Linked DNA regions of Gossypium hirsutum: regions 1, 3 and 4 are each linked to region 2. A link is a contact called in public Hi-C data. All regions are on one chromosome and are shown on one strand. Each heading gives the region's core, a stretch centred on a gene start, on an enhancer-like site or on the middle of the called end of the contact. The rest is flanking DNA. Distances are from core to core; before and after follow the strand shown. Region 1 holds the start of LOC107947983 (probable leucine-rich repeat receptor-like protein kinase At1g35710). Region 2 has its middle 17 kb from the start of LOC107889885. Region 3 holds the start of LOC107888621 (binding partner of ACD11 1). Region 4 holds the start of LOC107898260 (MDIS1-interacting receptor like kinase 2-like).

Region 1 (2,763 bases), core at 113-2,612, 180 kb before region 2:
AACAAGACTATTGGAGGATAGATCCAATTCAACCAAATTCGTTAGTCTCCCAATTTCTTGTGGAATGGATCCATCAAGTTGGTTGCTTTGAAGGTCCAACGAGGCAAGATTGGTTAAGTTGCTGACAGAAGATGGGATTGGACCAACAAGCCTATTGTAGGATAGATCGAATGCAACCAAATTCGTTAATCTCCCAATTTCTTGTGGAATGGATCCATCAAGTTGGTTGCTTTGAAGGTCCAACGAGGCAAGATTGGTTAAGTTGCTGACAGAAGATGGGATTGGACCAACAAGCCTATTGTCGGATAGATCGAATGCAACCAAATTCGTTAGTCTCCCAATTTCTTGTGGAATGGATCCACTAAGTTGGTTGCTTTGAAGGTCCAACGAGGTAAGATTGGTTAAGTTGCTGACCGAAGATGGTATTGGACCAACAAGACTATTGGAGGATAGATCCAATTCAACCAAATTCGTTAGTCTCCCAATATCTTCTGGAATGGATCCATTAAGTTGGTTGCTTTGAAGGTACAACGAGGCAAGATTGGTTAAGTAGCTGACAGAAGATGGGATTGGACCAACAAGCCTATTGGAGGATAGATCTAATGCAACCAAATTCTTTAGTCTCCCAATTTCTTGTGGAATGGATCCATTAAGTTTGTTGCTTTGAAGGTACAACGAGGCAAGATTGGTTAAGTTGCTGACAGAAGATGAGATTGGACCAACAAGCCTATTGGAGGATAGATCTAATGCAACCAAATTCCTTAGTCTCCAAATTTCTTGTGGAATGGATCCAATAAGTTGGTTGCTTTGAAGGTACAACGAGGCAAGATTGGTTAAGTTGCTGAAAGAAGATGGGATTGGACCAATAAGCCCGTTGTTTGAGAGATCAAGATCAACCATACTCTCTAGCTTTCCAATATTTGGTGGAATATTGGAATAAATATAATTACAAGAAACATCAAGCACTGCCAATTGAGTGAGGTTTCCAATTGAAGAAGGTAACTCACCTGTAAGGATATTCCAAGACAGGTTGAGGTACCTGAGCTTTGAAAGTGCTCCTATTTGAGGTGTTATGCTCCCATTCAGACCATGGCCACTAAGATCAATATCGACGACACTTCCAGCATTGCATCGAATACCAGGCCACATACAATGGTTTCCAACTCTCTTTTTATAATTACTCCACCACCCTGTTTCCATCAAGGCTTGTGCCTCTGCTGCCAGCCATTTAGAATCATCGTTCGTTGCTCTTGTAATTCCACTAGTGATCACAATTATAGAGAGTAAAAAGAAGGTAGGGATAGAAGTGTAAAAGTAGGATTTCATAGCTATGAAGTTGAGGACTCCAATTCTCAAACTTGAGCTTATTTAAATACATATAAAACAGATTTAATTTTATTGGATATATATTAATTTCAAAGTCTTTAGGCATTGTCTAACACAGATTGATTAATATTATGTTAAGGACTTGTCTTCGTCTCTTAGAAGTAAACTGGAAGTTATAGCAAATGTTGTGTCTTTCTTTGTTGAAGCTTCTAAGAAGGTGATAATTGAATAAAATGCGATGCTTTTTTTTATTTTACTAATACCACTCCATAAAGCAATGTCAGATTGGACCAACCAATTTGTTCGTTGATATATTTAAACTCACAAGATTTTTCAAATTTCCAACAACTGCTGGCATAGGACCTGTAATTATATCATAAAGGACTATCTCATATAATATTCAACTTTAGGTTATATATAAATAAAAGGGATATATGTATATACATACTATTCTATCTTAGAAAATATTTTTTCAAATTTAGTAATGCGTTGAAATTATATATTCCAGTTCGACAATAAAAGTTAGTAATGCGTTGCTTCCACATGCTATCATCTCTCTTAATTATTTACTATTGATGCCCTGAAAAAAACTTGTAGAACAACTAAAAACCATGTCCATAAGAGATCAATCGACCATTATTGACTTGAAAGTTCAAAGTCTTCACTAGTCTTTACCTAACATTTCCCTACATGTTTATATTGATGGGTCAGAAATAGCAATGCTTGACAAAACATTTTCCCTATTATTTTACTTATAGAGTAAAATACAAGAATAATCATTCAATTATTCAATTCTTACTATTTTAGTCACTCAATTGTTTATTTTTTTTATATTTTTAATTATTTAAATTTTTAGAATTAAATATTTTAATCACTCTTGTATTGATTGTCCAACGAAAACGCGAGCAATGCTATGTGCTAGACTGAAAAAATTGATAACACTGTATATAATCTAATATATGTCACGCACTACAAAATTTAATTGATAATCCTAAAAAAAATGCACAAAATCCCAAACGTTGGTTTTTGCGTGGGTCATACGCTAAAATCAACGTTAAAAGTTGTAATTAATTTTTTAAAATTAAATTAATAATATTTTTTAGTTGAATTTTATGCTTGAAGAGCTAATATTATAAAGACTTATAAAATCGACTCTTATATTATTTTTAGAAAAATATTATTAAATATACTATAAAATTTTATTTTTTAGACTTAATTCAAAAATTTCAGTTCATTTTTATTTTCAAAATCTAAATTGTAAAAGTAAATTATATTCTTAATTTTTTAATTTCTTATAATAAAAAAGTCATGTCAAGAAAAGAAGAGGTAAAAAGTAGAGAACCAATAATTTTGATTAATATTTTTATTTTTTCTATACTATTTTAAAGAATGAGTGTCGAAACCCTTTTTTACTTGCGTTTTGAAAATCAGGGTTCG
Region 2 (2,700 bases), core at 62-2,561:
ACCCTAGTCAACAGATTTATCCACCAACATCACTGGAATATGATCCGATATAGATCGCTTGAGACCCTTCTGTTGTAGATCCATCATCTGAACCACTTAATCTTCTTCTATTAGAAATCTGTCCAGTCTGCTGCATTTACTATCCGGGCCAAACCATGTAATTTTTTTTCCAATTAACGGTAAATCGACCAACTTGCATCTATTAATGAATTCCTCGAATTCCGTTGAACCCTTCCCTAAGCATGAGCAATTAATTCTCTCACTGCGATTCCTCACCACGTTAAAATCCCCTCCAACTATCCAAGCTTTACAAAATAGATTTCTCAAACCATAAATTTCTTTTCACAACCTTTTTTGTTCTATAAAAATGTTTGCAGCATAAACATTAACCAACGTCGCCTATTTCTCCCCCGCTACCCATTTTCCTACTACTACAATAAATCTCCTTTCACACAATTCGACTTCTTCCACAAAACTACCATTATCCCAAATTGTTAATAATGCCTCAGACCTTTCAACAGCCGCGGCATATTTAAAATCAAACCCATCATTGCCCCATATTTTCCTAATCAGCTCCACTAACACCGATTCCAATTTCGTTTCTTGAATAAACAATGCATCGACCCTATTCAATCTTACAACTCTATTAATCGCTTCAATTTTGAGAGTTGATCCTAACCCTCTGATGTTCCACGTAATAATTCCCATACTCCTAATACTATTCTTTTATTGATAGCAAGCAAAACAAAAACAACCACTTACCTGTCTCCCCTAATCCCGCAATCTCCATTCTTAAGAGTTCCTACTGCTTCCCATTGATCTTCATAATTTCTCTAATGATCTGTTCATCATCACCATGCACACTGAAACCTAGTTTTTTCCCTACCTCCCAAATCTTTTTCGCTTCTCTTAACAGAACTCTTCTTCTATTGCTGATATCGGAGTTCAAAAGAGATAAATTTGAGACACTGTTATCAAGTCTCAAAATCCCCTTTCCTTTCTATTTCCTTAGTCCTCTGTCCCTCTCCAGCTTCTCTTTTGATGTGAATGTTGTGTCTTGAATCTCACGCATAGACCTGATTTTTTTGTTAAGAGCTTTTTTCTTTCTTTTGCTTGGCCTGATTTGAATGATATCCCCTTCAATCTTCGATGAAAAAATCATTCCCGTCTGGCTCTCTGAATCAAATGACGTATTTTGATTTTGTTTAGACTTTGGGCTTCCTTTCGTATCAGCACAACTTAATTAGTTTGCATATTGCCTTTCTATATTGGCCCCCGAAACAATGTTCTCTACTCCATCATTTGAGACCTGGCCCAAACCACATACTTCTTCGCATTGGGTCTCCAATATATTGAGCTGCTCCAATTCCAACCCCAGGCCCATATTATGTAAATCTGAAATTATGTTGACAGATAATGTTGCATTTGTCTCCCCTGCACTAGGAATACTCAACACGTTTCCTTGTAAATTGTGATCCTCAATAAATCCTTCATCCGACAAAACCTGCGTCCCACTCCCCTTTCCTTCATTTTCGAGGTCTGTTTAATAACTTCTACAATTCCATCTCTTCGACTCCCTTCCGATGATGTTTCGGGCACCGTTTTTGTTACCGATTCTTTTTCAGATGATGTTTCCTCTTCTCTCCCCTTTTGATCTCTATTCTTTTTGTAATATTCCTTCAAATTTTCCACCATCTCTCTTTCAGTAATACGAATCTAGAAATTTTCTTTACTGACCTCTATTTTTATAACCTCGTCAATCCTTTTAACCTGTTTTGTGATTATCAGTACGTCCATCTTCTCGAAATTGTTCATCATTGAGAAATTTTCACCCATTGCGACAAGCTCTCCCCAAATTTCGACCACTCTCCTAGTCGTTTGGTAGTTCCAGCAATGAAGGGGAATTCCTGCAATTTCAATCCACACTGCTCTCTCTGAAACTTGGAACTTTTCTGTCCAAGGCTCAACCTTAATGAAGAACTCTTTAAAATATGCCCATTCTCTTTGTTTTATAATATCCATCAACTCTTCATCTGGAACCTCTATCAGGAAGTATCTAACCTGGATCTTTTTAATAATTAATTCTCCTAGACCCATGTTCGTAATTCTCTTAGTTAAGCTATTGAGATTGCAAAGAGTCGTCGTTTCCCCTATCAGGCATCGTTGCAGTTTCCATAGTTGTTCATTATCGACATGACCAACAACAATTTTTGTATCATTCAGCTCTTTGCTATCTGATGTGCTCACAACCTCCTTCTGTTGCTCCACCGTTCTCAACTGTCTTTCTTGTTTATGACATGAAGGTTCGTTTTTATTTATTTTTCTCCAAACTTTTCTGTTCCCGCTGAACCTGGCCATCTTCACCTATATCTTCTTACCTAGCAGCACAAAACCATCGAGCCTGTCTATCGCCCTCTGCGCATCCTCCTCCTTATTGAATCTTACAAACCTGAATCTTTTACCTGCTTTGTTTCTCTTGACTGGTATGAAAGCGTCTATAACTTCCCCATGAAAGCTGAATAATGTCCATAAACCTTTCCAATGCATGTTTTTCGGTATATTGTCGAAGAATACCATCCTCACCTTATTCCTTGCTCTCCGATCGCCCATCAGTTTAAGACTTCAAGATTTTGGTAGGGTCCAATTGACATTACATATATAATAAATTACATATATAATAAGGCTAATTACATGTTATTA
Region 3 (2,700 bases), core at 176-2,675, 200 kb after region 2:
TCATTTCTCAAATTAGTGAGAGATTACTTGAAGTTCTGGGTAGACAACTTTAAAAAGAAAGTGACTTTATCTTATCTACTTAAAAGATAGTGTTATAAAGGTTAAGCATTATCCTTAAAAGGCTTGAAATTAGTGAACTTAGGAAATTTTTAATTGTAAAAAGTTAAGCTAGTAGATGTAGACAATTGGAGTCGAACTGCTCTAAATCATTGTGTCAATTTTTATTTGCCATCTTTCCCCAAATTTTTAATCACCAATTCAACTCTCCTCTTAGTGCATTTGTGCTTTATAATTAGTTAAGCTCCTCAAAAAAAAAGGACCTAATTAAGCTCTTAGATATTAAAAATCCATTAATTAAGCTCTTTCACCAATGATTTTTGCCATTGACTATAAAGGAAAAAAATGTATGGGCCAAATAGATAAAAATTAAAAATTTTAGAGCTAAATTTTTTGTTATGCCTAATTTTAAAATAGAGCTAACGTATACTATTCTTAAAATATTACCATTGGTAAAGATATGATTATCTGAATTTTTTATGTAAAAGGAAATTCTAAAAAAGTTAGTGGTAAGAAAGGGAAATAGAGAAAAATGTAGGGGCTTTAGGTTAAATTTGACATTTGAGATGTACTGGCATCAGTTACGGGCCCAAACTAGATTCCCGGCCAATGGAGTAGCGGAAATCCGGCAACGTGGCTTAAATGGTCATTTTACTCAACCAATTACGGTAGAGATCGTTAACGCTCCTTTATAAAGGAAATGATTTCACGCGCCATTTAAAGAAATAAAATAGTTATTAGCTTAAAGTCATATATAATAATAATAATAAATATATAAATATAGATTTATAAATTTCATTCAAACACGTATTTCCTATAAATTTCTTTTGCTCTAAAGAAGGAAAAAAAAAGTCATTTACAAAATATTATACTCATCAAAAATTTTATGTTAATATTTATTTTCCAATAAATTATGCATGATTAATAAATCAAATAAACACATCATTGAAAATTAATGTAAATTTTATATAAAAATAGAAAATGTATGTATTTTCAATTTTAATTTTTTTTAAAATTTGAGTTACTGAATGTGTATTAACTTGTATATTATTGTGTATTAAATATAAATAGTAAAAGTATTACAAAGATCCTTGTACTAGTATCACGAGGTCTGACACTAAAATTTAGATTGTATTTTGTTATCTCTATTTTAAAAATAAACAAATTAGTTTTTATACATTAAATTAAAAAATAAATTGATTATTTTTTATAATTATATGTCAAAATAAGATGCAATTACACCACGTGTAGCTATCTAATTTTTCTATCGGTCACAAGTTTTTAACAAATAAGGTGTAAAGATAAATTTACTCTTTTTTTTTAGTAAAAGTTAAAATATGCAAACAAAATTTCTTTGTTGAAATGCACGCTCCATTAGTGAGAGTGGGGTTTTATAGCCATCTGGAAAGATCAGCGTGCCAGTGTTTATGTTGGTTAGTTGTCTCTATCTCTCTTTCCCCTTCTTTCCCATGCTTAAGCTCTTAATCATCTGATTCTTCATCATCAACAACTAAAAGACAGGTATGTAAATGTATCATAATTTTTATAAAGCTTCAATCTTTTCTCAATTTTCCTTCTTTTCTAGCAAATTCAGTGATACCCAGTTCTTTTTTTCGCCTTATTTGATCAGTTTTTCCTTTACTTTCTTGAATGCATTAAGGGTTTTAATGAATTCAGTTTTCCTTTTTTTTTACTCTCTCAGGTTTTCACTAAGTTTAACTTCTTTCAAGAATCTCAATGAATACATGCTTGCCAAATAATTAGTGTCAAGCTGACCTTTAATTGATATTTGGTGGACAAAGTTGGTTCTATCACTCATTAATTGCCCCCATTGTTGATAACCCATGGTATTTTTTTCTTTCATCAAGCGTAAAGGAAGCTTGAAAATGGATTTTTTTTTTATAGTTAGGTATTTATCAGCATTCTTTATTGTAGGTTGAACCCTTTTTTGAACTTTAGCCAAAAGTTCGATAATCTTGCTTAAAGTTTACATTGTTTACAATGAAAGCCAATTTAAAGTTTTCACTTTGTAGGATTATATGGGCTATGGCTGTCCCTAAAACTCATCCCCTTTATTACTTTTGACTTGAACTAAGATTTATTGGGGTGTATTCAAGCAGATCTTGGAGTCGATTAAGGCATCTTGCTTGGGATTACTGAGTTTGGTAAAATAGCTTTGGCATCTTTAATTATGTTAATGTTGAAATAAGGCTAATCAATGCTAGAAAATCAGCAACCATATTAGTATTTTTCATTTGATTTTAGAAGAACCCATGAATTTTTGGTTTTCATTTTATACCAAGGAAACGATCTATCGATGAGAGAGCTTGGCTGTTAGGACCACTGAGAACTGTTTACCTCAAAATCATCCATAAGTATCCTTGTACCTTGGGATTGCTGTGGTTTCGGAATTATAAAGTATTGAATGAACGATGATGATATCTGCATTATCAAGCTACTTCTATGTGTGCTTCTAAAATTTTATTTAAATACCTTTAAATAGGTTCTTTTTTGGCTGATTTTTATCTCAGTTTAAGACAATGTACCCTGGAGGTTACACGGCTGAAATTACGAGCTTATCTCCAAGAGCTACCGAGAAGGATCTTTGTGACTTTTTCGCATACTGTGGTGCAATTGAGCATA
Region 4 (2,700 bases), core at 199-2,698, 250 kb before region 2:
CTGCTGGATTAGGGTCAAACCTAATAAGGGAATCCATAGATCAAGTTAATACACCACTAGGGGTTTTAATTAGAAAGAGATTTCAATTAATCAACCTAGGGTTAGACGTTGTTAGTCTCGAGAGAGATAATAATATAAAATAGGGATTTCTATGGATCAAGTCAAGTGAATAAATCGTCTAGTTCAGAGTCAAATAACAAGTGAAGTCTAGGTGGATTCTTCCTTGGGTACTGTCTAAATCAATCAGTTTTCCCAAAAGTATTTCCCTAATTTACTTTCTGTGCATTCTCAGTTTAGTTAATTAGCTTTAGTTTAAAAACAAACACCCTTATTCTTAGGCTAGATAATAAAAAGAAGGTTAATACTATTACTTTTAGTCCTTGTGGATATGATATTTCCGGTCTCACCACAACTATACTACTGTTCGATAGGTGCGCTTGCCTTAGTTGAATTTATAGTTAGTTTCGTGACCATCAGCCAAAATTTAATTCTACTTATCACTTTCCATTGGTTCCTATATTATTATATCAACTTCAAATTATTTATTTATTTGTGATTTTCATCACTCATAAACATCTCATGATTCTTAAGCTTGATCAATGATATTTCATGAAGAGGCATTGCAATTGGGGACTTGATGTGTAGGAATTCTTGAGACACTAATTTCATTGTTGGTCGAGCTTTGGGTCTAGCTCGTAAACATGCAAAAGTAATGATAGCAATAAAAGTGATGTCTCCTGCCATTTTTCGACTTTTCGGGGTTGATAATCGAGGGTCCAAAATTTCATTTAGCATGAAATTTTGGACACGAGACAATGATGATGATAGTGTTGACAATAATTCACTAGGATGCTTTCCCATCAATACTTCCAACGCTAGCACTCCAAAACTATAAACATCACATTTTTCGGTCACGACCAACGAATAAGCAAGTTCTGTAGTTTCAAAAACAAAAATAATTAAATACATGTTAATTTATATTTTGTAATCAACATGTATGTTTGCATTTGAATTCTCCAATCTAGAATTTATTTTTTTATTTATATTTGATATTTCTTAATTTGGCTTTTCCTACTTGTTTCCCTCATTGTTCTAATATGTAATTCGAAACAAATAAGCAGCAGAAACTAAATGAAAAGGAAAAGAAGAGAGTGAAGGTGTAGAACCTGGGGCAATATATCCATTCGTCCCAACAATTACAGTTCGATTAGATGAATCAGGATCAAGAAGTCTTGCAGTCCCAAAGTCAACAATAAAAGCTTCCAATTCAAAGTTCCACAAAATGTTATTACTTGAGATGTCTCGATGAACAATTGGAGGGGTGCAATCATGATGCATGTAAGATAGAGCATGTGCGACACCTTTGACAATGTTCACTCTTTTTGTCCAATCCAATTCCATAGGTTCCTCATCAATGCTCAGGGCATAAAACAAGCTTCCCTTTTCCATATATTCATAAATCAAGAACATGCAACGGTTGTGGAGACAAAATCCGTGTAGCTTGACGATGTTCTTGTGTTATATTTCTGTTAAAAACTTTATCTCATTTCAGAAACTTGTGTCGTAAGCCGGTTGCTCCGCTTCCAATCGGTGGAGTTTTTTTAAGGCAACAACTTTGCCACTTGGTAAGACTGCTCTGTAAACACTGTCATAACCACCCGTTCCAATGTAATATTGATATCAAAATCCTCTGTTGCTCTGATGATTCTTCAAATGCAATCTTTTCATCAAAATTCCAAATACAAAATAAATCTCCATTTTTGGTTGGACTTGGATCATGTTTCAAAGCTTTAGCTCTATATCGTCGCCAAAGGGTGAATATCACCAATGCAAAAGTTGAGATAAAAAATAACAAAGTTGGAACTGGAATAGTAGTGACAGGCAGATTGCGCTGTACTTTGCTATTTCTTTCTCAATTTACAGTTGGGGATAAAATGCAAAGAAGGAAGCCTTGAATGGAACCACATAAATCCTTATTATGGTAGAGAGAGACCGATTTTGAGAACTGGCCCAGAGAGGATGGGATGTGACCTGAAAGCCTATTGAAAGATAGATCCAATGCAACCAAATTCGTTAGTCTCCCAATCTCTTGTGGAACGGATCCATTAAGTTTGTTGCATTGAAGGAGCAACGAGGTAAGATCGGTTAAGTAGCTGACAAAAGATGGGATTGGACCAACAAGACTATTAGAGGATAGATCCAATTCAACCAAATTCCTTAGTCTTCTAATTTCATTTGGAATGCATCCATTAAGTTTGTTGCTTTGAAGGAACAGCGAGGCAAGATTGGTTAAGTTGCTGACAGAAGATGGGATTGGACCAACAAGCCTACTGTAGGATAGATCGAATGCAACCAAATTCCTTAGTCTATAGATCAAATGCAACCAAATTCTTTAGTCTCCCAATTTCTTGTGGGATGGATCCATTAGTTGGTTGCTTTGAAGGTACAACGAGGCATGATTAGTTAAGTTGCTGATAGAAGATGGGATTGGACCAACAAGACTATTGGAGGATAGATCCAGAGCAACCAAATTCTTTAGGCTCCCAATTTCTTGTGGAATGGATCCATTAAGTTGGTTGCTTTGAAGGAACAACGAGGCAAGATTGGTTAAGTTGCTGACAGAAGATGGGATTGGACCAATAAGCCTATTGTAGGATAGATCGAATGCAACCAAATTCCTTAATCTACCAATTTCTTGTG

The links. A called contact is a pair of places that touch in the nucleus more often than the background predicts.
Region 1: a Hi-C map of leaf shows a contact between it and region 2, with 2.9 times the contacts expected there. The contact joins the promoter of LOC107947983 here to the enhancer-like site in region 2. A contact is called at or near these places in 2 of 34 Hi-C or Micro-C datasets (both in leaf).
Region 3: a Hi-C map of leaf shows a contact between it and region 2, with 2.5 times the contacts expected there. The contact joins the promoter of LOC107888621 here to the enhancer-like site in region 2. A contact is called at or near these places in 2 of 34 Hi-C or Micro-C datasets (both in leaf).
Region 4: a contact with region 2 is called in a Hi-C map of leaf, with 1.7 times the contacts expected there. The contact joins the promoter of LOC107898260 here to the enhancer-like site in region 2. A contact is called at or near these places in 4 of 34 Hi-C or Micro-C datasets (hypocotyl and leaf).

Annotation. Positions count from the first base shown.
Region 1 is chrA09:5,524,631-5,527,393 of Gossypium_hirsutum_v2.1, forward strand. LOC107947983 (probable leucine-rich repeat receptor-like protein kinase At1g35710) reads right to left here and starts at 1,363. Exons shown (of 2, transcript XM_041077449.1): 1 at 1-1,363. The coding sequence starts at 1,326.
Region 2 is chrA09:5,704,285-5,706,984 of Gossypium_hirsutum_v2.1, forward strand. No RefSeq gene overlaps it. Among protein-coding and RNA genes, the nearest start is that of LOC107889885, 17 kb to the left of the region's middle. Within about 2 kb of position 1,312, at least 8 of the 9 cell types and tissues checked have an H3K27ac peak or open chromatin away from gene starts, as enhancers often do. A contact at or near this core is called in leaf, where this site is marked.
Region 3 is chrA09:5,906,710-5,909,409 of Gossypium_hirsutum_v2.1, forward strand. LOC107888621 (binding partner of ACD11 1) reads left to right here and starts at 1,426. Exons shown (of 5, transcript XM_016812789.2): 1 at 1,426-1,578; 2 at 2,589-2,700. The coding sequence starts at 2,598.
Region 4 is chrA09:5,456,231-5,458,930 of Gossypium_hirsutum_v2.1, forward strand. LOC107898260 (MDIS1-interacting receptor like kinase 2-like) reads right to left here and starts at 1,449. Exons shown (of 2, transcript XM_016823785.2): 1 at 1,167-1,449; 2 at 547-935. The coding sequence starts at 1,449. The coding sequence ends at 547. It overlaps LOC107898259 (probable leucine-rich repeat receptor-like protein kinase At1g35710), which reads right to left. Exons shown (of 3, transcript XM_016823784.2): 2 at 2,448-2,645; 3 at 1,913-2,366. The coding sequence ends at 1,913.